Regions from separate parts of the Mus musculus genome. Here region 1 is linked to region 2. The links are chromatin contacts, called in public promoter capture Hi-C maps. All regions are on one chromosome and are shown on one strand. The core of a region is the stretch at or near the end of the contact, and the rest is flanking DNA. Distances in the headings are between cores, read along the strand shown. Region 1 holds the start of Rec8 (REC8 meiotic recombination protein). Region 2 overlaps Ngdn (neuroguidin, EIF4E binding protein).

Evidence for each region. Promoter capture Hi-C pulls out the DNA fragments that hold promoters and counts their contacts.
Region 1: a promoter capture Hi-C map of embryonic stem cells shows a contact between it and region 2, with 2.9 times the contacts expected there. The contact joins the promoter of Rec8 here to the enhancer-like site in region 2. A contact is called at or near these places in 8 of 39 promoter capture datasets (the 3T3-L1 cell line, cranial neural crest, embryonic stem cells and 3 more) and 2 of 115 datasets of contacts at active chromatin or transcription factors (bone marrow-derived macrophages and memory CD8 T cells).

Annotation. Positions count from the first base shown.
Region 1 is chr14:55,615,495-55,620,244 of GRCm38.p6, reverse strand. It overlaps Rec8 (REC8 meiotic recombination protein), which reads right to left and starts at 2,079. Exons shown (of 20, transcript NM_020002.3): 1 at 1,892-2,079; 2 at 1,587-1,699; 3 at 1,435-1,503; 4 at 1,205-1,347; 5 at 1,049-1,124; 6 at 545-665. The coding sequence starts at 1,642.
Region 2 is chr14:55,020,613-55,025,461 of GRCm38.p6, reverse strand. Ngdn (neuroguidin, EIF4E binding protein) reads right to left here. Exons shown (of 11, transcript NM_026890.2): 4 at 4,271-4,408; 5 at 3,984-4,068; 6 at 3,854-3,906; 7 at 3,518-3,641; 8 at 3,256-3,424; 9 at 2,256-2,412; 10 at 2,069-2,126; 11 at 1,324-1,473. The coding sequence ends at 1,454. Among named protein-coding and RNA genes, the nearest start is that of Ngdn, 7.6 kb to the right of the region's middle. Within about 2 kb of position 2,266, at least 3 of the 459 cell types and tissues checked have an H3K27ac peak or open chromatin away from gene starts, as enhancers often do. A contact at or near this core is called in bone marrow-derived macrophages and embryonic stem cells, where this site is marked.

The DNA.
Region 1 (4,750 bases), core at 830-3,329, 590 kb before region 2:
GAATGACTGGCCACTCTTACACTGTTGGGATGCTCACTGTCACAAGTAATTGTGGCACCTATGGGACATGTGCAATGGGCTGGGGTTTGGGAACTAAGGTGTCTAGAGAAGAGGACAGAGTAGGGATGAGAACCCCTAAATCCAGGTACCGAGGGATCCCTGGATGCTGTTACTGTCTGCATTCAGGACCCGCTGCTTAGATGGGAAATGGTGGCTGGAGTAATGTAATCTAAGTTGTGGGAGATGGAAGAAGACAGGGAAGAAAAGCCAACATAACCAGGTGAAGCCTGAGAGTAGGGTCTCGGTGGTGGGAACGGTGGGAGGTGGCAGGGAGAACACCTCTGGCGAGGACACCATCCTATCAGGTTGGCCCTTTCGTAAGCAGGATCTGGGGCTCTGCTTGCTTGCACCCAGCAACCCCCTTGTTCCATGGCAATGTCCCATTCCTAAATCTCAGCTCCAGAGTGACAGGAACACCAACTAACTCCTCCTCCTACGCTGTTATCTCGTGATTTCTGAGGGGTCCTAAGGGAGTGAACCCTACCTGAGGAATATCAAAAGGACTGGGAAGTCTAGGATCCACAGACATCTTCCCAAAAAAGGGTTCTGGGGCATCTTCCAGCGTCTCCATCATGGCCAGGCAGTTGGGAAGAAGCAAGCTAGGTCTGGGCGAGAACAGGGATGTAAAGGAGAGAGACTGAGGGTGAGTGGGATGGCTCGGCTGGTAAAGGTGATGCCACCAAACCCCACAGTCCCTAATTTCATCCCTGAATTTGAACTAGCATAAGGAAGAGAGCCCACTTTATTGGCTGTTCTCTGACCTCCACATGCATACAGTGCCCTCTCTCCCTACCCCCTTCCCGATCCTCTACCCCTACTCTCTCTCTCTCTCTCTCTCTCTCCTCTCTCTCTCTCTCTCTCTCTCTCTCTCTCTCTCTCTCTCTCTCTCACACACACACACACACACACACACACACACACACACACACACACACAATGCACGAGGCCAAGCAGCTTGGTATGGATGGTTTCAGTCCCAGGGCCTCACAGGTCAGCCTCCTCCATATCAATGCGAATCCGCAGCTGGGCACGATGTAGGTGCTCCAGGATATGCTGGATGTCTTCTGTGGGTGAAAACGGTAAAATAAACAACCTAGTCATGGCTCCTTCAGCTCTAGCCCACCTCTGGAGTCTCTAGCCTTACCCACAAGGTACTGGCACTGTTGAAAGTAGACCCTTATCACACCAATCTGAAGCTGGGCGGAGAGATAGAGGGAGAAGCGGGGGCGGGGCAGCCCGGCCACCGGAGGTTGCACTCTTACCAGCACATAATTGAGGATTTCCTCGCTGGGAGAACAAGAAGCCCTGATCAATGCAACACCCAAAAACCAGAAGCCCCACACCAGCGATTCCTCCCTCTTTTCTGGATCTTACCAGGTCTTTACCACATTCACATTTAGGTATTCACGCTTCACCAAACGGCTGCCTCGGGTTGCTGCCAGCCTGGAGGGGTGGGGGCAGGAACGGCTTGTCAAGGGGAGATCCCACTACCTGGCTCCTGGCATAGCCATCAGCCCTGTGCTCACCAGATGGTGGCGAAGCAGCCTGTGTGGCGCTGAAGCACGTTAGGATAGTAGAACATCTTTGCTCCTGGGTTCACCTTCCCTGCACCAATCCCGTTTGGATCTCAATCCGAATTCTTGAGAATACGAGATTTCCAGCACCATTGAAGAGTAGGAATTTGGACGGGGGTGTGGTAGATATGGATGCAAAAAGCCCAATTAGTAAAACGACTGACTATACAACTGAATTAGGAGGTAACCAAAGACACAGGAGCTAAGCATCCCTCCTTTGGCCATTCCTAAAAAGGTCTGCACAACGCGCACCATACCATCAGGATTCTGTCCAGGCAGAGATGCGGAGCTCCAAGAAAAACCCGGGCAGAGACACAGAACAGATCTTCAAAGAAGACTGAGTCCTCTTCTGGTCAAGAGGCCTTCTTCGACTCTGCTGCCCGCCACCACCACCACCACCACCACCACCACCGCCGCCGCCGCCGTAGTCGTCGTCGTTGAGCTTCTGGACCTTGCTCTAGGTCCTGTCGCCCTCCAGCGGGATCAGGTGCACACTCTCCAAGGCTTTGTACCACCGACAGCCAATGAGAAGCCGCGCCAGAAGAAACTCAAAGACTCCTGGAGCCAGGCAGCAGAACTCAGTTCCAGGCCATAGGCTCTTGGAGAATAGTCGCCAGCCAATCACGAGAATTCTGAGCGCTACCAAGGCATTGTGAGGTGTTCTGGCCAATGGCCTCTCGTTCTCGGGTAGTAACAAGGACTTCGCCAAGGTGCAAAGCTGACCAATAAACGGAGAGAAAATCCAGTCTCTCTCCCTGGCGACAGCTGACAAAGTATCTTTTAGGAGCCGGGGTCATGTGAAGGGCAGATGCCTTGGTGCTGTTTATGATACAGAGATGTAAGAGAAGGTACCTTGCCTGAGCATAGGACCTGTCCTTACTCCTAAATTTCACCAACCCGATTTTGTGCCCAGTAAGGGTCTGTGCTGTGCTAAGTGCAAGAAACTGTGTGAGGTGGCCTTTTATTCAACAAGAAAGAAAACAGCCAAGGGAGCTGTAACTACAAACTCCTATAATCTCAGCTGCTACTTGGAAGGGAGGCAGGTTCAAAGCCAGCCTAGACAATTTGAACACTAGCTCTAAGCAAAAAACAAAACAGGCCAAGAGTGGTGTGCACACCTCTTGAAGGGACTGAGGTAGCAGAATAAACTCTACTATAAGCTGCTGTACTTGGAAAAAGCTACTGCCTGCTGTCCTTGAAGCGATATGCCCCCCAGCATTGAGAGGCCAACATTCCTTTACCCTTTCATGTAATGCCAGGGCTAAGAAACCCCTGCTTGCAGGTTTTTTTCCTTTATAAACCCCTTCACCTAGAGCTGGGGTCACTCTCCTTCCTGTTCCATCAGGAAGGTTTGTAGCCCAAGCTCGAGCTTGAATAAAGACTCTCACAAGTATTTGCATCAGAATTGGGGGCCCTGGTGGTCTCTTGGGGAAGCAGGGGTCTCATGAGCTGGGCATAATACTTTTATCTCAGCAACAGGAGGATCTCTTAAGAGTTTGAGACTGGCCTGGTCTACAGACCAGTTAGGGAGAGATAATGAAATCCTGTCTCAAAAAAAAAAAAAAAAAAAAAGTAAAAAGTAAAAAGTAAAAACTGGGCTGGAGATGTGGAAATGTAGCTCAGTCGTAGAAAGCCTGACTGGCATATATGTGTATATACATATATACACATATGCATATTCACATATATACATATGTACACACATACACACACAAGGCCCTGAGCTCAGCTCAGTACTGCAAGAAAGGGAAACGACAACAACAAAAACCAGCCTTTGATCCAAGCACTCTGAAGCCAGAGTCCCACGAATCCTGTGAGTCTGAGGCCATGATGGTCTACACAGTGAGTTTCAGGCTAGCCAGAACTGTATAGTGAGACCCTGTTTCAAAACCAAGCAAACAAAGCCAAGAACAAAACAAAAAAATAAAGGTGTGTGCAGCCCTGTAACCTCAGTACTTGGGAGGAAGGACAGGAGTTGAAGGACAGCCTTCTTCTCTTCAGAGTTGCACAGCAGCCTGGGCTATCCTGAGGACTAGCTCAAAAACCTAAGAATTCAAAGAAAGCACATATTCTTTTTCTCTTAATCTTTCCTTTCTTTCATTCTTTTTTTTTTTTTTTTTTTGCTTGTTTTTTTTTATTTGTTTTTGTTTTTTTGAGACAGGGTTTCTCTGTGTAGCCCTGGATGTCCTGAAACTTGCTCTGTAGACCAGGTTGGCCCCAAATTTAGCGATTTACTTGCCTCTGCCTCTTGAGTTCCGGGACTAAAAGCATGCACCACCATGCCTCACTTAGGCTCTGATGTTAAGACTTAGTTCTGGCCAGGCATTGGTGGTGCATGCCTTTAATCCTAGCACTTGGGAGGCAGAGGCAAGTGTATTTCTGAGTTCAAGGCTCTGGTCTACAGCGTGAGTTCCAGGACAGCCAGGGCTACACAGAGAAACCCTGTCTCAAAAAAAACCAAAAACAAAACAAAAGACTTAGTTCTGTGGCAACTGATCTGACCTTTGACCCTTCAGTCTGGAGCTCAGAGTAGAGGAGGGTGGAATTTTTCCAGAACGTCTGGCTTCTAGCTAAGTTAAGTACAGTATTTGTCACATTTAGTTGCCTTATATTTACAGCATACATGGCTATGGCCAAAAGTGATTGAGAGGCTGAGTATAGTGACTCATACATATAACCCCAGCACTGAGAGGGAGACTGAGGCAGGAAAACTGCCAGAGTTCAGGGCCAGCCTGGGCTGGATAGCGATTTCAGCTTGGGCTAGTTGAGCCCTTGTCTCAAAAAAAAATAAAACAAACAAACACAGCAAGCAGGGTGTGGTGACATGCTCTTTAATCCCAGCAGTTAGGGAGGCAAATAGATCTCTGTGAGTTCAAGGCCAGCCTTGTCTACCTAGTTAGTTCCAGGACAGCCAGAGCTATATAGTGAGACTCTGTCTCAAGGAAACAAAACCAAAACACAGGCAGAGAGGCGGCTCAGTTGTCAGGAGCAGATTTGCCGAGGATCCAGATTTGCTTTCTCCGAGGCTTCTCACCACCATCTGTAACTCTAGCTGCTGGGAATCTGATGCTCTTTTCTGACTTCCTCAGGATCTTGCATGAATGTGGAACACAAAA
Region 2 (4,849 bases), core at 1,017-3,516:
CTTTTCAAATTTTGTGGGGAGGGGACATAGGCATGTGACATCTAAAGGACATTTTCAGGAGTCAGTTCCCTCCTGGGTCCCAGGGATGAAACTCAGGTTGTCCAGCACCTTTACCTGCTAAGCCTTCATGCCAGACCCTACTTCGTGACTTTTCATGTGAGTATTGGGTACCAGAACTCAAGTTCATGCTCATAGGCAGGTACTCTTACCCAATGAGGTGTGGCCCCTGGATTCAAGCACACTTGTGTTTCTAGCTGAGGAAGAGTAAAGGACAAAAATATTAAATGATTTCACCATGACCACAGTTAGTAGAGCAACCATAAGTCTAGTGTTCCAACTTCTACCAGGCTGTAGTTGGCTGATTCTTATACCAATCAGAATGACCAGTAGAACTCCGAAATCAGTCCATGGGGCATGGGGAGGGTGGGTTTATAGAGACGCTCACCAACAGAGGTTACTCTCTGCAGAGAGCTCAGATGTGGATCCTGGCTTGGGTCTGGCTCCAGCTCCTGGAGGGTGCCCACTCTCCGAGCTGTCACACTAGGGACTCTGTGCCCTGCTTGAGGACAGCTGTACAGTTTTTTAATTTTTTCAAAGATTTATTATTATACATAAGTACGCTGTAGCTGACTTCAGACTCACCAGCAGAGGACATCAGATCTCATTATGGGTGGTTATGAACCACCATGTGGTTGCTGGGATTTGAACTCAGAACCTTCAGAAGAGAAAGCAGTGCTCTTACCCGCTGAGCCATCTCACCAGCCCTACACAGTTTTTAAAAGGGCTGGATTCATTGACCCAGGTAAACTGAGGTCTCATGGAGGAGTGGCAGAGAAGCCCCACGTCGTCATGCCTACACCGACTCTCCGCCTGTCACTTCAGCTGCTCTTCACAAATCCTTCCCAGGACTGAGCACAGATCAGCTCTTACGAGCAGGACATTAGAAGAGATGAGTCCAGAAAAGTGGGGCAGAACCAACCTACCTAGCTTTTAGTTTATCAAGCGACCACAAGTTTCCTGAGCCACTAATGCCACCTGGTGGCCAAGCTGGACAGGTCAACAAACGCTGAAACCAATGTGATTTTATTTTATTTTCTAAACTCCTGCAGGGAGCTGGGGCCAGGGAGGCAGATTACTTCATCCTGCCTCTATTTTGTAAAATAATCATTTCCCAATTTCTAGGAAAAATATATTACCAAAGGAAACAGCAAACCAAGCTTCTCTAAGTCTCCCAAAACATCGTCTTCCCTTTCCGCATCCTTTTGTTGAATACAGCCCACGCGCCCGGCAATTCCAACCATACAATGTATGGCAAAAAATGTCTTTCACTCGTAAACAAAATTAATTTTATTATTTAGTAAAGCACTTTCCACATTTCCAAGGCAAACGCCTACACACAGTGAAGTTAGAAGCATCCCAGGATGACCAAAAGTACACGTGTAAGCGCACCACATCACCAGCGCCTCCGAAAACCTGAAACAGAAGGGAGCCAAGAGTGAGGCAGAGAAGGGCTCTAGGAGGTGTGCTCTGAGGCCGGGGTGTGTGTGTGTGGGTGTGTGTGTGTGTGTGTGCTCTGAGGCCGGGGTGTGTGTGTGTGTGTGTGTGCTCTGAGGCCGGGGTGTGTGTGTGTGTGTGTGTGTGCTCTGAGGCCGGGGTGTGTGTGTGTGTGTGTGTGTGTGTGTGTGTGTGTGTGTGTGTGTGCTCTCTGAGGCCGGGGTGTGTGTGTGTGTGTGCTCTGAGGCAGCACTCTCTGTCCTAGGACTCACAGGAGCATGAGCAGTTAGAGAGCCATCTCCTCGGGTGATGTTTTTATACTTCTATTTACAGACAGTTGAAATGTGAGTTGTGGGGCCACAGAAATATAATGCAGAGACTGCCTTGTGAGAGACAATGATTTCAAGCTTGAGAAAGAAAAAAAGAAAAGAAAAAAAGAAAAAAAGAAAAAAAGCCAACCTAAAGAGATTAGTGACTATCATGGAAGGGACAGACAAGACCTGAGACAAGTTCCTGAGAGATGGCATGCCAACTCAGACTTCCCGTGGCACCTAACGCCTACTGGGTCACTGACCTTTCTTCTTCCGGCCTTTTTTAGGTAGCTTCTTCCTCTTTTTAACAGGATTCTGGTCCTGCAGACAACAGAAGCGAGGAATAGTCCCGCATTCTAAGCACCAGCACCCTTGCCCGGGCTTTCTATATGAAGCCCACGTGTGGCTAACAACATGGCGGCTCCTGCTACCACCGTACCTTACTCTTACCTCATCGAGATGAGCAGTGCCCCCTGTCAGAGCACTGATGTCACTGAAGTGTGTGAGGGAATGAAGCTGGGAGCTCATGGCGCTCGCTCGCCTTCGCAGTCCTTTCTCTCGCTTGCTAACACTTAAGCGCACCATCATGCTCTCTTCATAGTTGACCCTGCCGGAAAAAGAGTTTGCAGAGGTTCAGACAAGGATAGGGAGACAATACCCTGAACCCAGACCCAGCACTTCTTCTTAACCTAGACCCAGCACTTCTTCTTAACCTAGACCCAGCACTTCTTCTTAACCTAGACCCAGCACTTCTTCTTCTCATCCAGAGTCCCCAGGATGCGCACACATCAATACCATTCTTAGCTAAGGATGTGTGAGGATGTTCGGTCGCCAACTTCCTCACTAAAATGCTCTCTGCTGGGATCCCCTCTCTGCTAGGGATTGATCTACGGTCCAAACACAACAACAGTGTTTATAGGAGAGAGTTCTCACGGTCCGCTCCGTGGAACAGGCCTCCTGATGGGCTCTTCTGTAAAACCATCAGCCATAAAAGCTGCACCTAGCAACACTAACCAGCTAGTTTCAGGCTAGTTGTTTGTCTACCGTTCTACCACGCGTATAATGACTGCAGCACCGTACAGAACCTGTCTTTACCGCTTTCTACCCAAAGTAAGACCTGTGACGTTGATGGGGAAAGGCCGCCTACTAAAGCCCCACATGAAGAACTGATGATATTTTCCTTTACATAGAGTTTACTTGAGCCTCAGTAGGTAGAAAAAACAAAAACAAATGAACAAAAATAAACAAAACAAAACAAAATAAAACAAACTGTTTTCCTCTAGCTCTTATCTGTTCTTCAACCTCACCAATGTAAAAGCGCCACCCAAGCGTCTCTCTCCACCTTCTGTATCACGCTGGTTTTCCTGGGCCACACGTAATCGTGCTCACACACAGCGCGAGGACAGCGCTCTATAGATTTGAGAGAATTTCTAAATGCAAGAGCTCAGACCTGTGCTGATCCTCCTGACTCTGGCGAGTGACGTGAGGGTGTCGAGCGTCCCGGATTTCCTCTGGGGCGTCTGAGTACTGCTCCTTCAGCTCCCGGATGACAGAGCTGCTCAGCGCCCGCCTCTTGGCTTTCTCCAGGCGCTTCTGCTCCCGCTCAGCCTCAGTCTCATCTGTGTGATGAAAATCCACGTGAGTTACTCTGGAACAGGCAAAAGAGAACAGAAACAAAACTCCCACCCAGGAGGGACAGCCACAACTCCTACCGTAATGTACTGGAACCAAGCGTGGCGGGACGTATTTCTTAGCTGAGCCTTTTGCCGATTTCTTCCCCGAGGCCTCAGACTGGCCCTCTTCTGCTTCACTTTCCTCCTCATCCTCAGAGCTCAACTACAAAAGAAAGTGATTCCTGCAAGCTCAGGAAGCTTTAGGGGACAGGTGAGCAAAGCACCCAGAGCTGGAGCACCACAAGAAGATGGAGCCATGAACCAGGGAAGGAAGCCTCACGTCGGGTGAAGCATTTCCAGCCACAAGCTGGAGCGGGCCCTGCAGGTCAGGGTCAGCACAGCACAGGGCTAATTTCTGGCGGACACAAGCCTTACCTTGCTCACCATGTTGCTGGGATGAGGCTTAAAACGGAGCGGGTCATTCTCACCTGAAACAGGAAATCCAAGTTTACAAGATTTGAACTCTACAGTGACCCCACAACTTTAGGACGGCTCTCCCACTTACTGAGGCTGCCTGTCACTGCCGTCTTGACCAGTTTGTCAATTTGATACTTCAGTTTTTGGTCCAAAGGACGAAGTTTTTCTAAAACCTACAATGTGATAATTTAAAAGGATTACATTTTCTTTCCTAAATCAGGCACACACCAGCATCCATGTGTTGTTTCAGATAAGGCAACTAAAACATTCACAAAGTAGAGCAATTGTGGACGAAAACATCTCCTTACTTAAAAAGGAGACCATTCACTCCCATAAGAACCCTGAAGTGCACGCCTTAGAAACTAAGACTCATACCGTGCGAATCTCCACCAGCCTCAAAACTGCAGGGTGTCCCTGCAGAGATGCTCCAGAGGCCTTGTCCAGGATGAGGTGGCTCAGATCCATAAGGTACATGAGCAACAGCTGGTCTTTCACTTCCAAGAAGCTCAGACCCTGAGTTAAAACAGTAAGAGATAGTCTTCGTTTTAGCCAAAGAATCAGAAGGGGCAGCTAAGGCTCCTTACCAGGTTATGTCTTTCCCAACTAGCCCATGTTCCACGAGTCACCCTTTCCCTGGTGTACCCACAATGCAAATGCTACCAGTCACTTAGCAGCCACCCCAGGTCAACTGTCACAGTTATCAAGGAGCTTTTGTTCCAGGAAAGCCCTATTTTCCATCCCCAACATATACATGAGAGTAGTGACGAAAAGCAGCCCAAGGGCATAAAATGTGGAAAGACAGCTAAACCCTGGAGCTGTGCAGAAGACTAAAGACCACAGAGAAACACGCACAGCACAGTCTCGGACATCCACAGGAGGTCGTGAGATGCGTTCCCATGGATACGAGCTGGGTCTTGAGAAGCATCCAAAAGTCGCTCAAAGACTAAGAGTGTT